2 separate regions of the Ovis aries genome follow, and region 1 is linked to region 2. The links are chromatin contacts, called in public Hi-C maps. All regions are on one chromosome and are shown on one strand. The core of a region is the stretch at or near the end of the contact, and the rest is flanking DNA. Distances in the headings are between cores, read along the strand shown.

Region 1 (2,700 bases), core at 38-2,537, 430 kb before region 2:
AGTCCCAAGCAGAGGAGAGACTGAACATTTCAGGGTGGGAGCTTGGTTTGGCAACGCTGTTAAGAGGAGAGCAGGGAGCATGGACGAGGCCATCACATTTGCCCACTGTCAAGTCATTGACAAATCTGGGAAAGGCTTGGTGGGAAAGAGGTGACTGTCGTGGGGAGGGGTGGCCTAACGGGTCGTCGCTGATCCTAAAGGAGGAGACCATCAGCAGGTTTGGAGACGGGGGCGGGGGCGGGGGGGCGGTACAGTGAGGACGCTTCTCCCGCATAGCGTTACAGCCTCGGGGCAGGTCCTTGATCTTAAGCCGTCTGGCTAAAGAAAGCAGAGCTGGGGAAGCTGGGCTAGGGAGAATCACTCCTGCCTCCAATGCCCGGTCCCCCTCTGCAGTCCTTGTAGTCCTTCCCCCACAGTACGGGGGCCTTCCCCTGCCCACTTCCTTGCAGAGCTCTCCACTGTCCCTATTGCATTACGCCCCTCTAGGGGGTTATGTGACCGCTGGTCATTCCCACCTGACCTGTTTTCTGGGATTGGGGCCCTCAGCGGACGTTCACAGAACACATGGGGAAGTGAGAAGTCGGGGGCTTCTTGGGGAGGAGAGCAGCAGGGAGCTGGATAGGAAGCATATCCCTTGCTCTGCACACTGGGCTGATGCCCCCAGATTCTCTGAACCTCATTCATTCAGTCAGCAGATGCACGCCATGACCTTCGACGGGCCAGGCACTGTTCTAGGCACTGGCTATTCTGCAGTGAACAAAGCACACACGAATCCCAGGAATGAAGACCCCATTCTAGTAAGGAGAGACCCACAATAAACAGGATAGCTATAAAACCACATGTTAGGTGAAGTGCTATGGACAGGAGGAATAAGGTGTACCATTGGGCTTGCATTAAACAGGGTAGTCAGCGTAGTCTTGCTGAGAAGATGAAAGAAGAAAAATTTGATTATTTAAAGCTCACCTAAACCTGGTGGGCTGTAAAGGGAAGGGCCTGGGTCCGTTCCTTCCCTTGGCCCCCTAAATCAGGGCGTGGAGAGCTAGGGCCGGCCTGTGCGGTTCTCCGAGAGCACCACCAGGGGGAGCCCCGACCCCTCCTAGCGCCTTCCGAGCCCTCCCGCACAGCCTTGCAAGCAAAAGTTTTTCTTAAACTAACAATGCCAGTGTAAGGAGGTGCTCGTGCCTGATTGGATGGGGGAATTTTGCAGGTTTGATTCCTTGATTGGACAGGAGGTGTTAGGGGTGGGGAGAGAGCTGGTGGTGGGGGATCCCGCTCCCTCCCCCTTCAGTCTGGCCGGCTCCGTCCTCTCGTAGGCTCGGCTGTAGCTCGCAATGTGACACCAGGACGCACACGCACTCGCGCGCTCTACCCGGCTCGCACTCCCTCGCCCTCTCTCTCTTACACACAGGCACGCACACACCCACCTCTCCCATAAACACACACACACACATGCACACCCACAACCACGCGCGCCCGCACCGCCCCACGCGCGCACACTCCCGCCCACGCCCACGCCGCGCTCCGGGAAGTCCGGTCCCGGCCCGAGCGCGAAAGGATACGGAGAAGCCACCGGCGGGGAGCGCAGCGGCGCCCCGGGACGCGGCGCCCTCCCCGCGCGGCCGCCTCGGCTCGGGCTCGGCCTGGGGGCCGCCGGCCGGCGATGGCCCTGGATTTCCTGCTGCTGCTCCTCCTGGCATCCGCAGTGGCCGCAATGGAAGGTAACGTAGCCTCCGCGGAGCAAGTTGACGGCTGTATCCCCGGGGCTTCTCTGGCTGCTACGCGTCGCCCTCATCCCGAGACCCGAGGGCCGGGTTGTGGGAGAGCGTCGGCCACGACCGAGCGCGGGGCTGGGGCGGCACCCACCCGCGCGCCCCCGGCTGGCTCTCGGCACCCGCAGCTGGTTCGCGGAGCCCCCTGGCTCCCGCGCTCCCTAGCAGCCCTGGTCGCCCGCAGCCTCGGGGAGCACGGAGCCCGCTGCATTGCGGTGCAGGCTCCTGAGCTCCGGCGCAACTGGGCGTTGGGGAAGAAGGGGCGCCTCTGGCCGTCCCGCCGCTGGAGTGCGGGCGTCTGTCCGCTCCCTTCCTATCCCGGGCACCGATGCCCTTAGGCTGCCGCGCGCCACCTCTCCTTTTCCCCCGCTCCGGGTCCGCAGGCTCCGGGACTCGGCTCGGCAGGCTGGCGCTGCGCGCGGGGACCGGAGATGCTCTGCCCTGGTACCCTGCAAGTCGCTGCCGAATGATAGGGGCTGAGTTAGATGGCCCGACTCTCGGGGACAGCTTGGTGGTCCGGGAGCCTACGGGCTGCATTCTTTCCGAGTCAGTCGGGGAGAAGTGGACACCTTTGTGGCCTCTTGCACCTGAAAACGAGGGTGGGGTAGGGTGGGTGATTGGTCCTGCCGAAAGTCGCCCAGTCTCCCCCTTGGCTGGGAAAGGTAACCTATTCGCAGCATTGCTCTCCCGGCTACTTCAGCCTTGACTGTGCCTCCGCCGCCGCCGCGGCGGGGAAGGCGCGCTCGGCGGGCACCGCGCCTGGCGCAGCAGGGAGCTCCGCGCTCGGCGGCGCCCGCGAATCCCTGTGGGAAATCCCTGCCCCGCTCCCGCCTCCCGCCACCCGCCCTCTTCTCCCGCCCCATTCCTCGCAGCTGAGCGGCAGTCGCACCCACCTCCGGAAACACAGCCCGGCCTGGAGCGGAGTTTAGTG
Region 2 (2,700 bases), core at 110-2,609:
AGTTCCAAAGATAATACAAATAATATCCATATAACCTCTGCCCAGATTTTTCACTTGTTCTTATCATTTCACCCCACTTCTTTATTATTTGTCTGCTCCCCACCAAACAAGTTTTTTTCTAAACTCTTGGAAGGCCTGCTGCAGATATCATGGCTTTTATTCCCATGAAGTATCCCACATACTTCAGTATATATTTCTGAATTTCCTAAGAATAGGGATATTCGGTTAATAACTGTAATAGTACAGTTGTCAACTTCAGTAATTTAACATGGATAAAATACTTTTATTAAATCTACTGTCTGTATTCTAATACTGTTAACTGACCCTCAATGTCCTTTTTAGCACTTTTTCCTTCTAGTGCAAGATCTAGTTCAGGATCAGATATTGCATTTCGTTGTCATTTGATAAAGTCTCTTTTAATCTGGAACACTTTTACAGCCTTTCTTTGTTTTTTATGGTATTGTCATTGTTAAAGAATACTGCCCCTACTTTGAATAGAAGCTTCCTCTTTTGGGGTTTGTCTGATCTCTCCTCATGCTTAGAACTAGGCTATGCTTTATGCATTACATAAATGATGGTATGTCCTTCTCAGGGTACCACATTTGAGCACATGATGTTCAGCTGCCCCTCATGGTGATGTTAAGAACTGCATATTTCAAGTTTGGGTAGGAAAAAAGTTCACTTCCTAAAACTTTTTTGCCGTTGTATATACTCCTGCCACAGTTTGTGGGATTCCTCCCACCTCCCCATCCCCCTCCTCATGTGGGGACCACCACCAATCTTCTTAGTTTATGCCTACTCAGTACACTGTGCTTGTTAATGCTTTATTTGAAAAAGAAAGCAACACATATTTTTTTTTCATCGTTTTACTTTGAGGTACACTTTAGTATTCTTATATCGCAACAAAGGCTCCCCAAACATCAAAAATGCGGTAGACTCACATGGTCTTTTGTAGGCCTGAACTCACTGGGACTCGGACAGTCTAGAGGTGATGATGAAGCTAGTGGCTCCGTGCTCTGTAAAAGTGAAACAGAAATCAATTCTTTTTTTCCCTTTTTGGATAGACAAGATGTTCCTGGCCTCCATATTCAGGGACATTTGTCCCCATTCTTTCTCATTATCTGCTATGAGGAAAAGGCAGCCTGGGATTAGGAACTGAAGCCGCTTTCAAGTGCCCCCTCCACCTTCTGTCAAGTGTGGGCCCCTGGCCACCATCCTTGCCTCCCTTGGTTCCTGTAACTGATTAAGGAGGGGCTCTGGAGGAGCCCGCCTCCCGGAATGGTCTTTGGGGCTGGCCCTGCCCTCCTTCGCTGCTGCCAGAGAGGACAGGCGGCCTGGAGAACAAGGCTCCCGCCAGGAGGCAGGCAGAGCAGCCTCACTCACACATCTCACACGCTGCCAGCAGCAGCCAGCAGCGCCTCCTGCGCCCCTCTGAGATAATTAAGCATTATTATCCCTATTGGCAGGTGGAGACGGTAAGACAGAGTGGTTAAGTGACTTGGTTATAACTGCTGGGATTGTTTGAGGGAGAAGCCGTGCCAAGAAGGGAGGGCAGTTCAGAAGGCCAGGGGAACTTCAGCTATTTAATGTGACTGATTATTTTAAAATAGCTGCTGGAGGGTGGGAACAGGAAGAGAGGCGAGAAGCGTGGCTAGCGGACATTGGTGAGGCAGCATATTACCCTGTGAATAAGGAAAAGACCTAGTATACCTGTGAAAATGAGTTGCCCCCGTCTGTCGATGCTTACAGAGAGGAAGGAAAACATGGAAGGCCTTAGTCAGCTCAGTGAGGTCGAGGAATAAACCCCACAGGCTTGCCAGAGCGGGACAGAGGTCCCCAGGATGGCCGCGTAGACGGGGCAGCCACCCGCCCTGCGGCCCCTGCCCTCACCGCTCACTGTCTGAGGCCTCGCCAGGTTGCCACGCGAGGTGCAGCCGCGCCTCAGAGCAGCAGGAAGCTCGCAGACAGAGGCAGGACTAGAAGGGGAGAAGCGTGGTTACCTGAAGGTCACAGGGGCGACCCTTGGGGCAAAGTGGGGCACCATCACAGCCTGTTGGCAGAGACAGGAGCCACCGAGACCTGGTCCAGGGCAAGGCAAGCAGGTTGCCTAGAAAAGGAGAGAACTGTGGTTTCTAAGGGTGGGGCTGAGGCTGACCGGCAGCAGTGAAGCTGTGATGATGGCGGCTCCAGGAAAAAGCTCAGTTCCTACCCTGCGCACTGGATCAGCCCAGGAAGGGAAGGGTAGATATCGGGGTGACTGGCTAGCCTCCTCCTAAGCCCTGCTCATCCCTGGATGGAGGGCGAAGAAGCTCACTCTCCCACCCGACCCTCTTGGGGTGAGGGGTGGGGGGTGTTTTTGTTTCACAGCTGGGCAGACACATCCTTGCTCAGCAGGTCCTTGAGGGGTACTGGGTCCCTCCCTGGGTGACCAGCAGTTCGCCTCTGGGTAGGCACAGTGTGGAGAATCTGAAGCAGATTAGACCAGTTAATCCAAATGCTCTCTAGGGGCAGACTTTTCAGGAGCACTGAGAGCGAGGCCCAGGCTTGGGGGTTGCACGAGGAGAGACCAAGCCCCACCATCCCTGCTGATTACCCTGCTGGACTCCGCGCAAAGCGCCCTCCTCAGGGCAGAAGTGGTATTGTTCTCTGCCCCTCTACTGCCCCTGCCCTTGCCCAGAGAGGGTACAGACACCCTGCTTG

Evidence for each region. Hi-C and Micro-C count contacts between places; a contact is called where the count stands out from the background.
Region 1: a contact with region 2 is called in a Hi-C map of hypothalamus, with 6 times the contacts expected there. The contact joins the promoter of EPHB1 here to the enhancer-like site in region 2. A contact is called at or near these places in 2 of 16 Hi-C or Micro-C datasets (hypothalamus and tail adipose tissue).

Annotation. Positions count from the first base shown.
Region 1 is chr1:255,193,981-255,196,680 of ARS-UI_Ramb_v3.0, reverse strand. It overlaps EPHB1 (EPH receptor B1), which reads left to right and starts at 1,287. Exons shown (of 16, transcript XM_027960197.2): 1 at 1,287-1,718. The coding sequence starts at 1,661. LOC105604319 (a long non-coding RNA gene) reads right to left here and starts at 1,608. Exons shown (of 4, transcript XR_006057184.2): 1 at 1-1,608.
Region 2 is chr1:254,761,925-254,764,624 of ARS-UI_Ramb_v3.0, reverse strand. All of the region lies in intron 12 of EPHB1 (EPH receptor B1), which reads left to right. Among named protein-coding and RNA genes, the nearest start is that of EPHB1, 430 kb to the left of the region's middle. Within about 2 kb of position 1,359, at least 5 of the 54 cell types and tissues checked have an H3K27ac peak or open chromatin away from gene starts, as enhancers often do. A contact at or near this core is called in hypothalamus, where this site is marked.